Regions from separate parts of the Gossypium hirsutum genome. Here regions 1 and 2 are each linked to region 3. A link is a contact called in public Hi-C data. All regions are on one chromosome and are shown on one strand. The core of a region is the stretch at or near the end of the contact, and the rest is flanking DNA. Distances in the headings are between cores, read along the strand shown.

Region 1 (2,866 bases), core at 235-2,734, 370 kb before region 3:
AAACCTATTTTTGTTACACCTTAATTTAAACATCTTTCCTAATATTTGTAACTACCTATAATTATCATTTATTTATTTTACAGAATTTGATAGTCTTTATGAGAAGGGAAGTAAAACAATTTGTTTTTCACAAAAATATTGCTTATACTAATCCTATACACATTATATATGGGTAAAGTATAAAATAAATAAATAATAGACGAAAATTTAATATAATGTAAATATAAAAATTATTTACCTTTTTTCTTTTTTACATTTTATAGGAAAATTTTAAATTCTCAAATTTAAAATTATATAATAATGATAATTTTTTTATTTTCATCCTTGAGTTACACTCAATCATAAAAAGAAGGTTCAAAGGACATTCCTCATGCTTGACATGTGGTATAGCCTCTATTTTTTTTATAGGATAATGATAAATTTTCAATTTTAGTCCTTATGCTACACTCAAATTTTAGATTATGAAATAATAGTCAAATTTCAGTTTTAATCCTTATGTTACACTCCAATTTAAAATTTAATCTTTATACTTCTACTTTTTGATGTAATTTGGCAACTCAATTTTTCACAATGTCATTTATTAACTCAAATATTTTATTTTGATTATTATCCTGATGTAACTTTTTAGAGTTATTAATGCTATTAAAGTTATTTGTTAAATTAAAATACATTACAATATCATTTTTTTAAATACATTGCAATTAATTTTTTTTAATTTTAAAATATTTAATAGTATTAACAATTAGATCTGAATTTTTTAAATTTAAAAGGAAAAGGAGCTAAATTTCTAAAAATAAAAATAAAAATACTAAATTTCAAAGCATATTTTAATATTCAAATATTTATTCTAGAATTTTAATATTTTTATTAAATTCAAGTCCGTTGCAATGTTATTTTTTTTTACATGGATACCAAATGAGTATTTTTTTTCATTTCAAAATGCCACAACAACAAATTTAACAAAATAATTTTAATAGCGTTATCAGATGGATCTAAATTTTTAAATTCGAAAAGTAGAAGGATTAAATTCCAAATAAGAAAAGAGTATAAGAACTTTGAGCAAATTATAACCTTTAAATTTTTACTCTATAATTTAGTCAATAAATAAATAATTAACCCAAAACCAAGCGTGGGTGGACACCGTAGTAGTTTGATTTTTTGACCGTTAAGAAAAGTCCTTTTTCAGCAAAGATGGCAATAGGGATGCGTTTTATGTTTCTCTCTCCAAAATTGGCCTACTTTCGTTAATATCTTTTGAAATTGGCATATTCGACTAATTTACCCAAAACAATAAAGATTGAATAATAAAAATGATAAATACGCACGATGTGGATGTTTAAAAGATGATACAAATACATCTCTTGTAAAATTAGTTTAATTAAGATTAAACAATAATTCATAAAAAATAAAACCAAAAAAAAATGCTAATTTTTATTTCTGTGGATTTTTTTTATAATTTTGAAAAAGTAAAGGGAGTGTAATGGCATTTAATGGAAAGACGGGATTATTTAAGACTTGATCAAAATAAAATAAAAATTTCGAGTGGGCTATCTCGAAGTAAATTCTCAGTAGAAGAATACAGGAAAAAAAGGGTGTCTCGTATTCTCCGATCATCTGGGTAAACTCTTTTTTTTCTTTTTTTGTATTCTCTTATCTGTTTTTGAATGGTTTGTTGATGCTTAGATCCATTACTATCCCCTACGTTTCGATTATCATGGATGTAAAATTCTTATATTCTTTCATATTAACCACTTGAAATTTTCGAAATTTGATAATGTATATCTATGCTGCCTTTTGATCGAAGTTCCAAAATTTGAGACGCTCTGCCGTAGTCAAAGGAACATGTAATACGATAAATGTTTCGGAATCTGTTTTTCATATCAGTAATGCTGCATTGATCTTTTAGATTAGCGCAGTAAGGACTTTATAATTGTTTCTCAACTATTTCGCTTGTGCTTCACTGGGTAATTCACCGATATGGTATTTCTTTTTCGTTTTCTTTATACTAAGCCTGTCAATTGGATGGATGGGATTGATTATTTTGACTCCAAATCATTTTGATTAGTGTTTGATGCTTTGATTTTTTACGGATTTAAATCATTTCAAAATTTGTCGTTCTGAATTATTTTTGGGATTTGGATTGCAGAATTGACAGGTAATGGCAGGACAGGGTGATTCAAGTTCATCTGAGAAGAAATCAAAGGAAGTTATGAATGATGTATCAACTTTTAGAGCAGAGAATTTGCAGAATAACATGAAAGTTGTATATTACAGGTATGTCTATGCTCACATTTAGTGAAGATACTAAAAGTTGTGTGTTGAAAGCCAATACTTGAGATAAGCATTGTGGTTTCATTTGCAGCCGAACGTTTTTGTCGATAATCGGAGGGGCTATTGCTGGGATTTTAGGGTTGACAGGCTTTATGGGTTTTATATTGTATTTCATTGTCATGGCAATTACTTCAATTGGACTCATAGCAAAGGCAAAGTTCTCCCTTCATTCTTATTTTGATTGCTGGAATCGGATTATACTCGATGGATTCTTGGGTGGGCTTATGGTAAAGCCTTTTCTTTTATGTTTTGACTTGCTTTACGTATTCCCATATCTTCAATGAATCTAAATTTTGTTCTTTTGCTTTGCCTAACCTTTCATCTTTTTCCTTGGCTTATATTCTTCTTTTATTTTTGCAGTCATTTGTGCTATTCTGGACGTATCCTTTTCTTTAGATTTAGAAACTTTCTACACAACATTGCGTTCTGTAATCATGCTTAATTGAACTCGATCGGAAAAAAAACTTGAGCTCAACTCAAAATTGGTTGCGCAAAACAAGATTCGAGCTCAAATGAATACAAGTATAGAAGCTGA
Region 2 (2,869 bases), core at 320-2,819, 270 kb after region 3:
CCCCATCACATTTCACAAGATCCATAATGCTGGGACTTTGCATGACAATGCCAGATGGAGAGTCACGAAGAAGCATATCACACAAAAGAGTTTGAGTCCTCAAAACACGTTTCTCCGACATTTGAGCCGCCAATTGCAATTCCATATTCAGTTGAAGTGCAAATGCTTGCATTAGGAACTCACAAGCATATCGAAGTGGAAATGGAATACAACGTGCAGAAGTATGATGACAAACAACAAGACCCCAAAGCCTCATTGTATTTCTTCCCCCAGTAGCTTCATCGTCATTTCCATTGATAATAACTGCCATCGCCAAAGAAGCAATTGACCCCATGTTAGCCATATACTGAGCATGGCAACCATGAGGGGCCCGAAGAGTGGATCCAACCAAACACAGAGGTTGCATTAACCCATCATCCTGAACCACACGCACTGGCGTGGCATGACAGTCCACTATCATCCTAACTCTATTCTGCTTAAACAAAAACCTTGAAGCCTGGGGAATATCCGTTGCCGGATAATGTAAACCTATGTAAGGGTCCAAGTCAGGCCTTTTACTCTCGGCCACGACCTCCCCATGCTCATCCTCATGAAATTTATAAACCATTACCCTATGATATCCAGTAAGCTGTCTCACACTTTCCACAACCGTGTCACACAAAAGCTTAATATCGCCTCCAGGGAGGGACTGTAACTCAGAAATAGCACGGACAGCTAATTTCTGCGATTGGACAGCCCCGGCAATAGACAAGGCAGGATCCTCAGTTCTAGCAGGTTCTAAATCAATCACAATTCCAACATCAATCCTATGTAAAATAGCGTAAAAGGGCTTCCCCGAATTCTTAGAGTGAATCCAAACCGGATTCAGCAACGTGATCTCGCGGGCGGCGAAGGCTTTTTCCAACAAAACAGCGCTGGAAGGAGTGAAAAGGGTTCGAACATCGGTCCCAATTGCAAGAACTTCGATCCTCTCCAAATTGGGAACGGATTGAGGGGTAATCCCAAGCATCTCGCGTGCGTTTTCGCTGTAGGCGATGATACGGAAACTGGGTTCGTCAACCGCAATCATGCAGCCAAATGGCTGGATGTGGCCCCCTCTTTGGATTTTAGACAAGTAAGCAGTGATTTGCTGCTCGGGAACCGACTGGGTAGTAGTTTTAACGGATTGGGAGTAATCAAATGACTTACCCGATTCCCCCGACTGCTCGAAAACAGCGTGGAGGCGAGCATCGACTGTGTACTGAGCAATGGCTTTGCTTATAGAGTCAGCCTGGTGGTGGGTATGGGATGCTCTCATGTTACTTGTGCCTGAGGACTGAGCTTGCTGCTGCTGCTGCTGTTGTTGGCGTCGCTGATGGGAGTGAACTGCTCTGCTGCCTGAAGACATGACTTTGTTAAGTGGTGGTTTGTTGGGGATGGGGGGATGATGATATTTTTGGGAGGAAATTCTGTCCGTAGTGTAAATGTAGTGTAAATTGTAAGGGATAGGTTTTGGGGGCAAAGTAGTGACAGACCCACGTGGGCAAGAAGATGCTGCTGTCATCTACTATCTGTGTTTTTGCAGTGGGATTGCATTCGGTCGCCAGTATTTTTTAGATTTAGGGTAAACTCCAATTTTAGTCATTTATATTTACTTAAATTATATTTTGGTCACTGAATTTTTTTAAAAATACTATATTATCATTAATGTTATTGATTAGTTATGTTATGGTCACGTAGCTGTTAGCTATCATTAATACTGTAATGGAAAGTTGATCTAGCATGTTAAAGAAAAGGGAAAGTTCAAAAAAATAAAGGAAAGTATCAAATTGCTAAAAAGAGTACAATGACTAGCTATAGAATTCAACCTAATTTTTTTGTTTGAAATGATGGTATTAATGTGCCACACCACCACACCGTTAACAAGAGTTAATGGCTCAATGATCATATCATATTGTATCGATAATGTTAATGATTAAATTTTAATGATCAAAACATAATTTTAAGTAGATATAAATTACTAAACTTATAGTTTACCCTTAGATTTATTATTATCAGATTAATTACCTAAATGTTTCAAATTATGAGTAATTGGTTTCACTCAATTCTATTGTTAACTTTGATATTAAATTCTATCAAAAAAATATTTGGTATTAAATGTCATATTAAATCCGTCTTGTTTAAAAATATTTATTAATCTGTACATTTAAAAAAATCAAATCTAGTAAGAATGAAGTTAGATTTCTTTTGATAGAAGCACTAAATTGAATTATAAAATCTTTAGACCAATAGTTTTTCAGGGTCAAATTGCAATTTTACTAATATGTAATTTTTTTTAGTAGAAAGGAACAAGGCTCTTGGATGCAGCTGCAGTCTCATAGTTAATATGAAAACCGATTGGAACAATTACTCAATTGGGACCTAAAATATTTAAAGTCATAGTTAAGAGACATGGAGTATAATTAATCCTTTTTATCTCAGATAAAACAAAGTAACCACAACTTTTAAAAAAATACATTTTGACTTTAGGAATGGTTTTGCTCTGACCAATATTTTTAGTTTTTTTAAAAATAAATAATAATAAATTTATTTTAGTGCATTGACCTTTAAAGAGTAATGAGAATAGGAGTATAGGAGTTAGTGTTGTGTTATTGGTGGCTTTGTTTTAAGGTTGGTGTTCATACCCCGTAAAGTCAATAAAGTAATAATCATTTATAATAAAGTGTAATTTAAGAAAAATAAGTCACCATATTAAGCTTGTTTTCTGTTACTTAAATTATAATTTAATGGTGTTTGTTTTATTATTATTAGATTTCGTTAATTATTGTTTATTTTGCATCGAAAAATAATGTGAGAGTTCAAAAATTAATATAATAATAATATCTATTAC
Region 3 (2,974 bases), core at 338-2,837:
AGCAGTTGGCACAGGTCTATCCATCTCTTTAGCAGAATATCCCCCACTTTTGATGTCAAATATATATGAATATAGCTTTTGGAATACTGGCTCCACAGCTGTTGCTTCCACCTCAAATAGGGGCACCTCTCTCCCAAAATCAGGCTAATATGTAAAATGAAAAAAGAAAAAAGAAAAAAGAAATTGATATACAAAAGAATTCATATAGTTAATATTCTTTCCACTATCAAGAGTAATAGTAAATATGAAGCAATATAGTAGACCTCTCTTGCAGAACCAGCAGGAACCATGGCCCCCTTCAGTGCCTTCTCAAGCGCAATCAATTCTGGCTGTCCTGCCTATAGTAGAACAAATAAGTGAAGAACAACACTAACAACTCAGTTTAGATATCTAGCTGAAGCTTAAACCAGTAGTAATTATTAAGATGCAATAAGGAATGAAAAAACTTACAGGAAATGTGTTATAAACAACATGATGTTCGATATCAAGGGGCTCCTCGGTCTCGAGACAGGAAGGCCTATGAGAGGGAAAGCTAACTCTCAGAAACTCCTCCAATTTCTGTGAATCGACATTGTACCGATAGCCACCATCTCCATTGAGACCAATTAGCACCACATTCACCTCGAGCGGAACCTGAAATGGAACCTGCACAACAGAACCTGTTCTAATCATAACCATAGATGAGTAAAACTAAGCTAACAGCCACAACCTCTTCATGTTTCTAGGGATTTCAGGAACGCAATTTAAATTTTGAATCACATTTTGGGAGAGATCAACTGCGTAGCTCATTCACTCAAGTCGAAACCTATAATATTGGTAAGTTCCTTTAAAGTAATCATTAAAACAACAAAAAGTCAATGAAAATTGGCGAGAAAAATGTCCATATAAGTTTCTTTAGAGATTTAACAAGATTTTTAGAAAGGGAACCTTTTCCAATCATAACCAGAGATGAGAAGAACTAAGCTAGCAGCCACTAACTCTTCAAGGTTCTAGAGATTTTCAGAACGCAATTCGAATTTTGAATTACATTTTAGGAGAGATCAACTGTGTAGCTCAAATTCAGTCAATTCGAGTCCTATAATTTTCGTAAATTCGACGCTCTAAAGTAATAATTAAAATGAAAAAACCTCGATGAAAACCCGACATTATTAATAATATGAATTTCTTTCAAAAAAGAAAACTCGATGAAAATTGGCGAGGAAAAAGTCGTCATTAATTTCTTCACAGATTTAACAAGATTTTCAGAGCGAGAATCGATTACCTCAGCACGCGTGTGGAGCGTGCGGCGAACATCGGATCGGACGCTGTCGCGAACTTCGAGGAATGCGCTATGGTGCCAGTGAGGGAGGCCGGGGTCTCTTTTGAACGCTTGTTGAGTAGAATCGGAGAGAGTTGCGAGTCCACTGAGTGTAACGAGAAATATCGCATATGATAACATAGACGATAACCTCGATCTCGATTCCATTTCAGTGATAAAAACAGAGGAGAAATGCGTGAAAATGCTACTCAATTAATTTTGTATGAGCTTTTTAGCCATTACCGGCGATGACTTGCGCCTAGACTGAACTGTGAAATAATAATTTACAAAGTTTCCAAAATGATCCCTGCTTTTGTGGTTAAATTACGAGATGTAGAATGAAAACATTTTATAATGGGCCTTTTGATTTTGGGCAATCAATTTTCAACTTGAAGCAGCCCACCCCATCTTCTCCTTTCATCAAATTACGAAGGGTTAGACTTGGTGTGTTTTTCCGTTATTTTGAAAAATAAATAGAGTGAAAAGAAAATTAAAATGATGAAAAATTGAAGGATGGAAAAATAAAAAGATAAAAAAATATATGTAATTTTTCTTTTTATATATGCGCCGGGTAGAAAAGATGGAAAAGATTTTTTTTCTTTCATTACCGAGTAAAATTGAAAGATTAAATTAAATAAAATAAAACATTTGAAAAATACACAATTTAAATTAAGAGACACTTCTCTCTCACTTTCTCTCTAATCGTCATTTCAATTTGGAAGATTTTTTTTTATGCATTAGAATAAAAAATTATTATTTCTCCTATTTTCTTTCCCACCCAGTATACTTAAAATTTATTTTCTTTCCACTTTTCCACTCCCTCTCGACATCACTCCACTTTTTCACCTAACCAAGCACACCCTTAAGATTTGCTTGGTACAAATGAAAGAAATTTAGAAAAATGGAGAGGAAAACTAGAATGATGGAAAATATAAATTTTCTTTCCATAGATGTACTTGGTAGAAAAGATGAAAAAAAAGTAATTTTCTTTCTCTCAATTGCTTGGTAGAGTTGAAAAGTGAAAGCAAAGCAAATAAAACAACCGAAAAATGTAAAATTTGAACAAACATATACTTTTCTCCCATTTTCTTTTCTCTGATCATTCCAATTTAGAAAGATTAATTTTTTATGCATTAGAATAGAAAATGATCATCCCTTCTATTTTATTTTCTCACTTTTCTTTCCAACTAAATACACTTCAAATTTATTTTCTTTCCATTTTTTCATTCTCTTTTTCCATCCCTTTATTTTTTTCATCCAACCAAATACACCTTAAAGTCATATGCAATGGTACAACCTTAAAAGACATAGGTACTTTTTTGTTTGAAGAAGCACTTTTAGAATCAAAATAATATTCTTAACCCTCATTTATTATTAAATTTATTTTTTTGCGATATTTATATTAGGTATACAATTATTTCACTTCTTGAAATTTATTTCAACATTATATATTTGAACTAATTTGTATTCTTATGTGATGCACAATTATATATATTAACTTTTTAATTCTTTTATAACATAGTTTATGTTAATTTCTTCAAAAAAGTCATTATTAAATTAAAAATTAATGTAATTAAAAATATTTAACTAATTTAGAATCAGTTATATTAGTGTTATTTAATCTTAAAGGTATTTACTATTAAAACAATACAAAAATTCATCATGGTATAAATATTA

Evidence for each region. Hi-C and Micro-C count contacts between places; a contact is called where the count stands out from the background.
Region 1: a contact with region 3 is called in a Hi-C map of leaf, with 2.1 times the contacts expected there. The contact joins the promoter of LOC107916222 here to the promoter of LOC107915086 in region 3. A contact is called at or near these places in 3 of 34 Hi-C or Micro-C datasets (all in leaf).
Region 2: a Hi-C map of leaf shows a contact between it and region 3, with 2.5 times the contacts expected there. The contact joins the promoter of LOC107916208 here to the promoter of LOC107915086 in region 3. A contact is called at or near these places in 3 of 34 Hi-C or Micro-C datasets (all in leaf).

Annotation. Positions count from the first base shown.
Region 1 is chrD10:53,423,736-53,426,601 of Gossypium_hirsutum_v2.1, reverse strand. LOC107916222 (ER membrane protein complex subunit 6) reads left to right here and starts at 1,484. Exons shown (of 5, transcript XM_016845379.2): 1 at 1,484-1,618; 2 at 2,147-2,274; 3 at 2,363-2,558; 4 at 2,692-2,711. The coding sequence starts at 2,159.
Region 2 is chrD10:52,780,481-52,783,349 of Gossypium_hirsutum_v2.1, reverse strand. It overlaps LOC107916208 (phytochrome B), which reads right to left and starts at 1,569. Exons shown (of 4, transcript XM_016845363.2): 1 at 1-1,569. The coding sequence starts at 1,543.
Region 3 is chrD10:53,050,265-53,053,238 of Gossypium_hirsutum_v2.1, reverse strand. It overlaps LOC107915086, which reads right to left and starts at 1,587. Exons shown (of 16, transcript XM_016844203.2): 1 at 1,262-1,587; 2 at 451-645; 3 at 264-338; 4 at 1-144. The coding sequence starts at 1,465.